Regions from separate parts of the Macaca mulatta genome. Here regions 2 and 3 are each linked to region 1. The links are chromatin contacts, called in public Hi-C maps. All regions are on one chromosome and are shown on one strand. Each heading gives the region's core, a stretch centred on a gene start, on an enhancer-like site or on the middle of the called end of the contact. The rest is flanking DNA. Distances are from core to core; before and after follow the strand shown. Region 1 has its middle 330 kb from the start of USP25. Region 2 overlaps LOC114676844. Region 3 overlaps LOC114676844.

Region 1 (4,228 bases), core at 1,360-3,859:
TCTATCAAGTAACTAATTTACATATTTGATCTCAGGTATTTTGATTTCAATGTGTGTAGCAGTTCAGGAATAAAAATGTTGTATTTCTTATATTATTTGTGTGTTTATGATTGAGCCTTATGATCTTTTGGTTTAGTTAGGAATTTGCCTTCCCCATCCCTCCTATTAAAACTTGATTTTTGGAAAGTATAGATAGAAGAGCTGTGCTTTTCTTTTAAAATGCTAATAAAATTCAAAAGCAACTTGAATACATTTTATGATACAAATTTTACATATATTTAAAACCAGGACTACAAAATATAAATGTATAAAAAATGGTTGGGATTCTTTCTCTGTGGAATGAGTATATATTATATACATACAGCCCTATGAGTATAAATAGGTTACTGTTTCTCCTAAAGTGCCTACGTTCATGATGAATTCCGATCCTTATTACAGAATCATGAGCTAGAAATCAAAATACACCAATAGATATAGGTAAACGCTGGTAAAATTCTGACTTAGAAAATAATCAAAGCTTAAAGCTTATCATTTTGATTTGGAGCAAGAAATATGTAAATTATGAAATCATGAGCAGCTTCTGAGCACACCCCCTTTATGTTACCTGCAAAGACCTGAGTCAGAAGCCTGCATTTCAAAATGCTTATTTTTTATTTTTATTTTTTACAGTGTGGATGAATGGCCACGAATAATACAAATTGGCTTTACTTTCCAAGTTTATTATCCTTCAACATTCGTTGGCGGGTTAGCGACATCATTTACTATATAATGAGGTAACCCCCAAATGAAACCTCCAAACATCGTCTCTTTCTGGTCATCATAGGCTGCCATTCTTCCCCTAGAAATTAACACGTCTGTATGCGGGATTGTGCCTTTTCATCCCCTGCTGCAGAGTCAGCGGTCATAAGAGCTTTTGTGTTCATGAATATGTAAATGCAACATGCATAAAATAAAATAAAAAAGCAGACAGTTTCTACCACAGACCGTGCCTAACTCTGCTGAACTAATACACAAAAAGCTAAGATTTAATTTTTCAAGCATTTTGAGTCAATGTTTCAAGGCATGACATAATTATGTAATATGAAAATACATAAATTAGGCATATGCAGATGTGCATGACAGTTAGACTCTAAATAAATCGGCTTGAGCTTGTAGTCATGGCTATAATGATTCGTGCAGATTCACTTACTCCTTCACTCTGATGCCTGGTAATAGGGGGGAAATGCCTTAGGTCTTTAATGACCTTGTATGTAGTGACTAGATTCTACTCCCATACTTCACTCCAATAAATGACGAAGAAATGTTTAAATAATATGTATTATTTGTATATGTATGTACGTGTGTGTATATATATATATTATACACACACACATGCTTTTTTTCTTTTGAAGGGGAAAAGCGATGGCTATATTCCACTGAAGTATTCTGGAGGAAGCTGTGGGAAGAAAATTGGCGGATTTTATTATTGAAATAAGCAAGCATTTCCATGCATATTTTTACGGCATGCATGGCTATGCACCACTCTGTGCAAACAGTGCTATTGCAGCTTGGGCGCGGTAATTAGGTTGATGTAATTATGGTGAAATAAAGGCAGTCGCACTGATAATTTCGCAGTGAATATTAAAGACATATGTGCCTTCCAGTGTACAATAAATGAACCTGAACTGCTGTCAGGGTCTAGGAAGACAGTGTGGCCAATGCACCTATTGTGTCCCGGCTGCAGAAAGGAGCCTGCCGATTGGCCACTGTCTGCAGCACATAGCACTGGCTGGTTATAAAGGACTTGTCTAGGGGAGAGCCTGTAGGTACTCCATTGTCTGGTAAAGTTCATATGACTGCATTCTTTTTTGCAAGGCGGGTGGAGGGAGAGCGGGGAAGGAGGGGGTGTCGGCTCAACTGTAAAAGCTGCACAGATTTTTTTCTTTCTCTCTCTCTGCCTCTCCATAGATCGTTTCTGTTTCATGCCCTGTCTCATTTCGCATAGCTAAAAAAGAATGCTAATTAAGATCCCTTGTCTTAACCTGAAAAATAATGACTCGGCTGTAATTAGAAATCCGGTGAGAGTTTAAAATTCTGGTAGGGGACCAAAAACATCAGTTACGGTGCTTAGGAAGAAAATGAAGAATTATTTTTCTGTAATCAAGGTAAACATGGGAGAGGGGGGTTCCCCCCGTCTTTTTAACCAATTTTAACCAATGGTGTTCTACTGCAGATGAGAAGATACTGTATTTCAAAAACTATTTTAACCATCAAATTGAAGCAACACAAATCAGTAGCAATAGAAGCCTTCTTAATCCTCCTTAGGATGCAATTCAGATGAAAGAACTGCTTTTTTTTTCCTATTTTTCTTTTTGTATGTGTGTTATAGATGGATCTGAGAACGCTGTCTGGGCTTGGTGCCAAGGGCTGGTATTTCACAGCAGCGACCGCCTCACAGACGAGCTGTGGGAAGCAGGAGGGAGACTCTCTCTTAGGGTGCCACTACTATGGAGACACAGCTGGGCTGAACAAGATTTGCTTCAAACGACAACAAGAGAGACAGAAAGTATCTGGTTCAACCGCTGCCCGAGCAGGCAGGCACCAGAAGAGCTAGCAGCCAATCCGGCCATGCTCGAAGCCAGCTCTGCAGCTCAGCCAATCAGTGACATCACTGGTGAGAAACTCATTTACATCATGCAGTAATGAACTTTGTTTAACATAGCCTTCCCCCTTTCCTGTCACCCCCCCTTTCCATATTAGGTCCTTCCATTAATTATTCTGCTGGCATAATTTAAACCGCTATGCAAAAATGTGGCTACATTCTGTCCGATGGCTTTTACCTTTTTTTTTTTTTTTTTACCCCATTGGTGTCTGCCGTCACTGAAAGTGATTCCGGTTACAATTCTATTTTGTTTTGAATTTGCAAAAATTATCTTCTCTTTCTTAAAAAAAAAATTCTTAACAACATCAAACCTCTGTTTATATTGTCTGATCCCTCTTCTTATGAATGAATACATGCTTCTCCAAGTTGGGGTTCAGAATTGTACAAGGTAACAGAGAATAAGGGGTGCATTGCCATGGAAGTTGCAGGTTTTTCAAACAATCTGTGTCTTAGAACATCCTTTAACGTTTCCAGATTTTATGCTGCAGTGGCCATTTTACATACAGTGCTTTATCCAAAAAGCACTTATGTGCATCTGTCACATGGAGGAAAGTTCACTCTTGTTATATTTCATTCTCCACTGCTCTCGGCCAACATTGTCATTTTATTAATGAATAGAACTGAGGTCATTTCTGGACAAATCTCCCCCTTCCCACCCCAGCACAATGCACCTGATTTGCATCCATTTACTAGAAAAACTGAATACAAGAACCAGCTTGAAAAGAAGTTAAGGGACCAGCTTACATATTATTTCAGAATTTATTGCCGTTATACAGTTTGTTTTTTAAAATGTATAATATTTAACATTTGCCTTAGTGTTTCTATAAAAATGCCTGGTCTCCATTCGCAATGTAATGCCTTTAGCAAATTTATGGGATTGTTACATAACCAAAGTAGATCAAATGAAATAATGTTCACAAACGAGTTCATTTGTCTGCAGAAAACCTTTGGAAATACAATTTTGCGTTGCACATTTATATTTAGCTGTCAGGGATAAATTCATTTGTTCTATAGATAACTTAAAGAGGCTGGAACATGTGGCATGTGAAGATTTCAGGTTGCTTTATAAAATCCCAGAGAGCAAAACTGGGTCACACTTCAATGCAATTTCTATTAAGTCATATCTTTATTGCATATTTGCGTTAAAGGCACACTGTTTTCTAGCAGAGAAGGTGAAGTTTCGTTGTCTTTCTTTTAAAAGGATGTTTTGAATATAATTATTCAAAAACATGGAATTTAAAAAATATTGACAAGGGTTTCATAATAGTGCATGATTCGTTTAAGAAGCTTAGAGAGTGCAATGATAGGCATAGTCACTTTTTAAAACATATGAAGGATTTAGATGGGAAACCATGGCCCTTTTAATTCATGAGGCATTCCATCATCCCATCATCAGTATTCAGGGGGCGACTGTCCCGAATCAGTCACGAGCTCCCCTGCTGCAGATCCTGTAATTTGAATCATGTGTAATAATATATTATCCTACTGGGGGCCTTCTTTCAGTAGGAGAATGGTTTATACATTCTGCTATAAGAGAACTTTTGGCTTCTAGCCGACTCACAGCCATTACTCACATAGGCAATCACG
Region 2 (4,377 bases), core at 52-2,551, 350 kb after region 1:
AAAATTACAGTTTTTTGTAATTTAGATCTCTAGTTTCTAAAATAAGAAAACAGACCTATCATTTGGGGCAAGAATAGAAACAAAATAAACTCTCCTGTTAAAGCAGAGGAAACAACTTTCTGACAAAAAAAAAAAAAATTGAAGACACAGCTTTGGTGTATTTCAGGAACATTTCACTTTTGTTCATCTTCTGACTGCACTGTGAACCCTCATAGCTAGATCAAAATTCGTTACATTAATAAACAAAAACAAAAATTCTGTCTATTTGCCTTACGTTAAAAGATATCCTTTTGCCTGATGCAACAATGGAAACTAAAATCTCTAAAGAGAAACGTGCTGGCTTCTCTCACCATCGTCGTCCAATAGGAAGGAATTTGGTCAGGAGTAAAAATAACTCAGTTATGGTCCATGTTATTACACTCTTCTGAGCTTCTTTCTCCCTTCCACATGTTGAATGACTTTCTGGTTTCTTTTTGCCACATACATAATGTTTGGCTCCTATCTCCTGTGCAATCAATCTTCATTATTGGATCTCTTCCCCCTCCTACAATCAGATCATTTTGATTATGACTTTAATTGTACATTCCCTAACTAACTTCTCTCTAGTTTATTTTTAACCTCAGACTACCTGTGGGCATAACGTTTTACAATTCAGAATGTGAATTTTACACTTAGTCTAACAACTAAATAAGCTTAGAAATTTAGGAATGGTAAATTAGGTCACTTGATGCTTTTTCACACAAGGAAAGCAAACTTCTTGTGTGCCTAGGTGTTGCTTTTGGAGAAACTTTCCTGAGCATTGAGGAGTCAGTGCTAACTCCTGCAACCACGTGAGTCTCTCCGACTCTGTGATGCCAACTTAACCATCTTGCTATAGTGGAAGAGCTTTAGGTTGGAGTGAATGGGTACCATCTTTGTTCTTAGGGGTGTACTCTAGGGACCTTGTTTTTGTAGGAACACACAAGGGCTATTTTAGTGTTAATTGGAACACATCAGAAGAGTTTACATTTGAATTTCAAAGAAACGTAGGAATCCTTGTTACCTTCAAATCTCAAACTTTCTCCATGATATAAAATATCAGTCTTCATTTAAAAGATCAGAAATTACCCCAATGACCAGATCCAAATGCTGAACAACAAACAGTCCAGATTTACCATGAGGAATAGGGTTAATATTTGCTCCCCAATGACAAATCCCAACCCGGAACAGATTTCAGCCAGGCAGCTAGCAAAGCTCGCGGGTGAACTGCACAGGCCATGGTGGGTGCAGAGCTCAGAGCCGGAAAGCAAACAGCTGCTGTAGCCTGATTTGAGTTAAAATAGTGTGAGTGTTTAGTCTGGCGCACGGCTTCAGGGGAGATTGGCAGCTGGGTCAAACAAAGTCCTTCCATTGGCTCCCTTCCCAGGCAGCTTCTGCTAGTGTTTAGGTACTAGTGTAGTGTAGAACCCTTTTCTCAGGCAAAACCTAACATCTGACCGCACCCTTTTTGCTATTTAAAAAAAAAAAAAAAAAAAAAAAAAAGCTTCTATTTTTTTTCCTCCTTTCGTTAAGATAAATTCTCCAGTAGACAACCTCTCCCACTAATTGTGTATTAGCAACGTATTTTATCTTGAGAGCTTGTACACTGGGCTCTCAACGTGGTGTGGAAGGTAGCCTGTTACAGTGCTGGATTCATAAAAGGGCCTTTATGGTTTGTGAAAGAATATCTGTGTGCTTAGGAAGGAAACTTTTTGATCTGCAGAAAAGCCAGAAGACATCTAGGTAAGACTGCGATATCAAATGTACTTTTTTTGGGGAAAATTGGGCAGTGAGACTGCTTCATCGCAACCAGTGTGAGTTTAGAGGGTGCATGTTCACTTTTGTAGAAGTTCAAAATGTACTGACGATTGTTTGCTTATTTTTTGTTTGTTTGTTTAAATCTTAAAGGAATACTGTCGTCTGCATTTTTACAATTTTGTTTTCTTCTATTGAACCGATTACAGTGGATATAGAGTTTTATTATATAGCGAAATCTTTGTAAACTGCCACAGAAAGAAAGTGTTATTTAGAAGGGAAATTGACAAGTTTTAAAGAGTAATTGTACAATCATTTGAGGACAGAGGAACACTGCATTATACTAATAAGGGTTTAATTACCAAAAAAAGTTTAATGTTGCTTTGGAAGGAATATTAAGTAAGTTGTCTTTGTCTCTTACTTTTTAATTTTAGTCGCTGATTTAGCCTGTTGGGTCACATTTTTTGTTAGTGCTGAAGGCTGCCATGAATCCATAATGAGGCCCCTTTGCACATGATTTTGGCACCTGGCCAAAATCAACTTCCCAGCGGCAAGCTTTCTCTAAAGAACCTGGAGCAATTTCTTTCTTTCTTTCTTTTTTTTTTTTGATCTGGAATCATGTCTGAAAGCTGCCACAACCAGTTGTATAGGCATGTCAAAATGACTTTATACAGTCAATATGAAACAAGCATTAAATATTTTTTTCTCATATTGGTGCTTTTATCATTATGAATTCCTTGCTTGTTGCCACCTAAGATACGATGGAACAAGCACAGTCTTAAAGAAGATTTACTGATTTTTTGTTTTTCTCAGCAGACCAGAGTAGGTATGATCATCTTATTGAGAAGTATACAGTGCAAAAAAGGTTTTTCAAAATACTGCAGGATAAATAACAAATGAAATCTTAAAATTGTTAGTCTCTGTAAGTAATACTCAGTGAACAGTAAGTAATGGAGTTTTCTAGAAGTTTCGTTGTGCGCGCAATTAAGCTTAACGTTTTAATAGTGTTTTTGTCTATGTTAAAATGTAGCATTTGGGATTTTTAAAATGTCAGCATTTGTTATATAATTTTAAAAACTTATTAACACCTTGATATTATTTCTAACAAATGTTTTAATAGAAATGCTTGGTGCATAGACATGGCTGAATAGCATTAAGTAATTGTGTTTAATTGCTGTTTTGCAATAAAAAGATAATTTTTCATGAAAGAAATTTTGAAGCTCAAAGGTACTTACATCCCATATCTGGAACTATTATTAATTTTGATATTACTATAACTGAATTTTGTTCTGTAAGCCAATTTTATACTCTAGTGTTTTAAGAGTTAAATTCACGAATGTCAATGAAATACTATAGTAATCAAATATTAACACCTCAGATTTTTCTATAGCCATTTTCAATAGTATCTTTAGACATTAAGCATGGGTACATTACAGAATAATTAAAAGCAGAAAAGTGTAATATTAGTTGCTCTATTTTTTTAAAACAAATTTTATTATCACTATCATAAATGCTATTATGCCTTGTGTGTTAATCTGTAGTAATCCAGAGTGCAACTTTATTTTACTAGAAACAGTCATATTTCTCTTTAAAATATTGATGGGAATCAGATATATTATTTTTTAAGAGTGACCTAATTAAGAGATTTCTTACTAGGCATGTTTATTCTGTATTTATCTCCCCTTTACGTATAGAATATTGCTAATTTTGGTGATAGAAAAGATCATATTAATTTTAGGTAAATTTTAGGATTAGAAAATGTCTCCTGATTTCCTTCAGGTCATTTTTGTAAATATACAATTTATATTTGCTTTCCTGTGGACTGAATTATGATACTGTAAATACCTTGCTATTAGTTTAACCAAGACATGGAGTGTTTTGAATTTTCATACCAGTCAACATTAAAATCCGTAGAAGTTATAAATTGTTATCAATAGAAATTTACCTAGATAAGTTCTCTTTGTATGTGAGTTTACAGCTGAATTCTCATTTAATGTAATCTTTGTAATTTATATAAAAGAAGTTAATAAAGGTAAATGTTTCAAAACTTGGATTAAAACCCAAACATTTTCACATTTATTATCACGAAACAGGTGCAGGAAAAATAAGATAGCCTCTCTTGTTCAGCATGATTCTCAGTTAAAAGTTATTTTTTAATTCAATTTTAATTTTAATTTTAGCTCTTACACACATCTTCTGTTTTTATTTTTTGATTATTTTGAATCAACTGTTGTATTTAGCATTTGAAATTGATAGATTATTTTTCTAATATTTACTAAGAAATGTTTTAACTGAAAATTATAGGGTATTTTTGGTTAATTAGAGCCCATAGCAAAGTAAATGCCATCAAATATAGAACTTTTCAAGTATACAGAAATGTTAGTTTGTGAGTTCAGAAGAAACTTAATTGTACACGATTACTGACAAATATTTTTTAGTTGAGGTAGAGACAAATAAGTATTAAGGGCAATTTAGATTATCTTCCTTACTGAAATAGCTAAAAAATTTACTTTCTTTTTCTATGGCAATGAGTTGTAATTATTTCCATAATGTAGGCTTTTTTAGCAGAATTACTAGCTAATATTCCCTAGGATCATAAATGCA
Region 3 (4,245 bases), core at 1,636-4,135, 470 kb after region 1:
TCTCTAGCTAGTTTTTCATCTTCTCTCAGCTTTTCAGAGTCTCCTTCAATTTGTTTGATATGTAATGAGGAAGGATTTTAATTGTACCTAGCAGGGGGGTTAGAAAAAACTGTCTACTCCATCTTTCTAGAAGTGAAAGTCTCCCATTACTTTGTTTCTTTTTAAAAATTGTTTTTAGCTGGGAAGGCAGCATACAATTTTCACATCAGATTCTTTCAGAAAGTTCAGCAGAATTATACAAAACTAATCATGAATTTAGTGTTAAAAAGGAAACCTTCAGACAGAGAAAATATCTCTATCTGTAATTTATTTTTTAATATCCATTTTACTTCCACTTTCCAATTTCCATTGGTTTGTTTCTTGACAAGTTTGTCTCCTTTAGGACCTGCAACATCTCTGTTTAGTAGTGAGCTTTTCTCACTTAAAAGTACTTACTGAATGACTTCCACCTGGGAGCACGTCAATTTCCTTCATTGATGTTCCCCTATGCCTGTCAGAAGGCCTGGCACATACTAGGACTTAATAAATAATCTGTGAATTAGTGAATGAGAACTGGGAATTTAAATTTTTATGTAAATGAATGCGTCATCTACTTTCTTGTTTTGCTGAAGCATGGGGCTTAAGTTCCAACCAAGCACTCTTTAAACATGTGCCTAGGACACTAGCAGATTTCTCCAGAATTTTGCAATCTAGAGAAAAGGCAATTTTAATTTCAGGCCCGTGTGTAAATTTTTAGTTTATGGTTTAGAATTGCATTATTTTGAATTACAAATGGGAAGAACAACATGATGGTTCTCACATGTGTGTACGGGTACGTGCACATTCACTCCTATCGTTACTAAAGTAAGTCACCTGAACAACATGGCGCAAAAACAACCGCAAACCATTTTTAGTTATGTTTCCTAGATGCCTGAATCCTTTTTCAGATTCTTTTCTATTAGACAAGTCACAGTTTGATTATCTTTGAAAGTCATTGTTATGTATTGTGTGGCGTATGTGTTTATACATGGAAAAGGGGCAACATTAATCCATCATTTTGGGAAGGCACTGAATATAATGTTAAATTTTTTGCAAACGTAATCATACTTTAGATATTCTACAATTATTGCAACGTTTTTAAAAAACAAGGTTAAAGGACATGGTTCTTTTTAGTGCCACTCAGTATGCTGTTTCAGTACTAATAATGCTTGCTTTCCTGCTTGGCTTTAAATTCCGCTTAAGGAAATTGTGAAAAATTGAATTCACTCTACTTTGGTTAGAAAGTGTAGAAATGTTCATACATGGGAACTTTCACTGCCTGCTAGAATGGAAATTCATTGGGGAGGGGGAACCATGTCGTTTTACTACCTAAGAGCTGTTGACACAGTCCCTGCATCTTTCAAAGGCATCTTTCATGCCACACGGGCAAACTGTAGCCAGCGAAGAAACAGAAAGAGCCCTTCTCACAAATGTCAATCTCAAAAAACTTGCACAGCAGCTGTGCTAGGTACTGATGAGGATTACTACAGACCCAGTTGCAGGGTTTTATGTGACTAAAGAGACAACTGGCTTTCTCAGGGGAGCACTTTGTTGGAGATTGCAGCTTAGTGCATCCCCACTGTTGCTAGAAGACGTTGTGACCATGTAGTACAGAATCGGTGCCAGATAAAATCAGAAAGTAGCAAAAAGCAAGAAGAAAAACTCAGAGTTTTTTTAAATCTTAAAGTGAGAGACGAAAACAAATGTTCTGGGCTTGTTTCATTCACTTGTAAGGAAAAGGAGACAGATGAAGGGATGCCTTTAACTCAGAAAACTTGAAGGGCTTTCAGTCTTTTCATTTGAGAACCATTTGGGTGTGTTGAGAAAAAAAGTTGCAGAGTAGGCATGTTCAGACCTTTATTTGCTACATTTGGTAGGAAAGATTTTTTTTCCCCCCTCTTAACTACAAGAAGCCAGAGTTTTCTGTGCAAACGAAACAGGCGTTGCAAGAATCAGATTCACTTTGGACGACTCTTCACATTCCAAGTCATCATTGCGTTAGGCAGCACAATTCCATCTCTGGTTGATGGGCAGAAAAAGTGGGCAGCTTGCCAGGTAGACGTTTCCATGACTCCCAGCCCCCAAAGGTGATGCGTTTTTCAGCTAATTCAATGAAGAGTGGGCTGAACTTTGGGTCTAAACGAGACAATAGCTGCCTTCGCAGTATCAGCAGAATGGTTGATGGGAATGCACTCTACATTTGGCAGAGAATCATGTGACCTTACGACTGAGATTTTGTGATGGTGCCAACGGAGACTTGGAAAGCAGCAACCGTCCTGACTTTTTTCTTCTTTTCTAACATGGCTCAGAAAATGGTGGATCTTAATACTTGACTTTAGCCAGACTCAGCAAGCGACTGAGCTTTGAAGCACAACTTCGCCTTTATTCTGGGTTTTTGGCAGGCCACCAGGAGGCTGTCCCTTTCACGCCTGATAAATTCTGCTGCTTATCTCTAAATAGAAAAAAAAGAAAAGAAAATAATAATAGAATATTGAGGCATAACAAGTGAATTCCAAAATTGTATGTGCTTTTTTTTCTTTTTGCCTTTTCTGACTGCTGATTTTTATTTTTTATTTTTTATTTATTTATTATTATTATTATTATTATTTTAGGTTACTACCGTTTCTGCTTGTAGAAGAATCCAAGTAGTTGGGTCTTTTTTGGTTTTTTTTTTTTTTTTTTTTGGTTTAAAATGAACAGGCGTTTGAACTGGGCAAACAGGACGACAGCACCAGTGAGCATGAGATCATTGCATTGCAGCAGTGTAGCAAGCTGGCACCCTGCCTTTGCACCCCTTTGGTTCAGGAGACAAACGTGTGCGATCCTCATTTCTAAAGTCAGCACAGCCTGGAAGGATTCCTGGTCTCTCCCACCTTCTACCATTCTGCTGCCAGTGACGGCAAGGATTGGTGTAGCTTCTGCGCAGTGCTTTGTGCCTGGAATACCGAGAAGGAAGAAAAAGAAGACAAGCACCCTGGTCCTTTTCTAAGAAATTACAGGCGCCCTTGAAGAAAAAATCTGAGTGTGTCCTACTACATGCAAGAGTGCTGAAAAAAAAAAAAAAAAAAAAAAAAAAAAAGAGACGTTCCTGCTCAAAAACAAAAACAAAAGCAAACAAACAAAAATCCAAACCAAAACAAACCAAAAAAAAGCAAACATTGGCTGTATAACTACAGAGACATCGGGCTTTGTAAAGCAGCTTTTTAAGGCAACAGAGCCAAATGAGCCTTCTTTATTTTTATTATTTCAAACAATATGGCATAATTAGCAATATATTGCACTTGGTGAAATCGCACCTTTCATATCAGGTATAACTTTTTTTGTTGTTTTTTCTTTTAAAGGCTACTGTTATATAAAAGGGGATCCTTGAACTTTCAATTTACTCTGATGTAACTCATAGCCCACTTTACTCTTATTAACTTTTTCCTTTTCCTCTCTTGCTCTAATTTTGATTAGAATAGAAACTTAAGTAAAGATGGAAAAATCTCTATGAAAAAGACAATACATGTTTTTATGTGCGGTATACACAGAAGTTTTGGAAAGGCATTAATATATCTGTGCTTTTTGGGTCCGGTATTAGTTTTTGCTATCTAAGAAAAGTGAATGTTTAGACCTAGTGGGTAAAAAAAAGTAAATCTTTAATGTGACTTATAATTTGAAATGTGAAAGAAGAAACTTTTTAAACTAGTAGAAAAGGGTTATATTAGAATATGCACTAAATTACTGATAAATCAGATTACTTTTGGGGAAGTTATATTCAAATTATTTACAGAGATTTCAGTAGAACAAAAATAGGAATGAAAAGAGCATGTTCTCATTTGCTAGGTAGAAAACAAGCTTCTTTCATAATAATAAGCTCTTTTAAAATACATTTTAAAAGAAGTACTTGTCCTAGAGCAGTTGCAAAACGCATTGGAAATATCAAGTATATGAGTAAAAAAAGTACATACAAACTTGTTTTAAGTTCAGAGCAATGTATTGGCTCAGCAGATAACTGCATTGCATTGTAATTATTTTGTCTGTTTCTAGAAGTAAATTGCTAAGCAATTTAAGCATTTTATTAAAAAAACAGTTTTGCCTGGTTCAGTGTGAAAGGATTAGCAGATGCCTTCCAGCTATTTTAGTTTTGATAAAAAATGTTTCTAAACAAGTGTAAAAATAATTTTTAAAAGAGAATGCTTTTGAAAAATTTAGCATATACCAATGAAAACTATAATTTGCATACTA

The links. Hi-C and Micro-C count contacts between places; a contact is called where the count stands out from the background.
Region 2: a contact with region 1 is called in a Hi-C map of fetal cortical plate, with 4 times the contacts expected there. The contact joins two enhancer-like sites. A contact is called at or near these places in 3 of 14 Hi-C or Micro-C datasets (fetal cortex germinal zone, fetal cortical plate and fibroblasts).
Region 3: a Hi-C map of fetal cortical plate shows a contact between it and region 1, with 5 times the contacts expected there. The contact joins two enhancer-like sites. A contact is called at or near these places in 2 of 14 Hi-C or Micro-C datasets (fetal cortex germinal zone and fetal cortical plate).

The regions. Positions count from the first base shown.
Region 1 is chr3:31,649,117-31,653,344 of T2T-MMU8v2.0, reverse strand. No RefSeq gene overlaps it. Among named protein-coding and RNA genes, the nearest start is that of USP25, 330 kb to the left of the region's middle. Within about 2 kb of position 2,609, at least 19 of the 40 cell types and tissues checked have an H3K27ac peak or open chromatin away from gene starts, as enhancers often do. A contact at or near this core is called in fetal cortex germinal zone and fetal cortical plate, where this site is marked.
Region 2 is chr3:31,296,670-31,301,046 of T2T-MMU8v2.0, reverse strand. All of the region lies in intron 3 of LOC114676844, which reads left to right. Among named protein-coding and RNA genes, the nearest start is that of MIR99A, 120 kb to the right of the region's middle. Within about 2 kb of position 1,301, at least 15 of the 40 cell types and tissues checked have an H3K27ac peak or open chromatin away from gene starts, as enhancers often do. A contact at or near this core is called in fetal cortex germinal zone and fetal cortical plate, where this site is marked.
Region 3 is chr3:31,181,366-31,185,610 of T2T-MMU8v2.0, reverse strand. The region is part of intron 4 of LOC114676844; the gene reads left to right. Among named protein-coding and RNA genes, the nearest start is that of MIR99A, 4.6 kb to the right of the region's middle. Within about 2 kb of position 2,885, at least 19 of the 40 cell types and tissues checked have an H3K27ac peak or open chromatin away from gene starts, as enhancers often do. A contact at or near this core is called in fetal cortex germinal zone and fetal cortical plate, where this site is marked.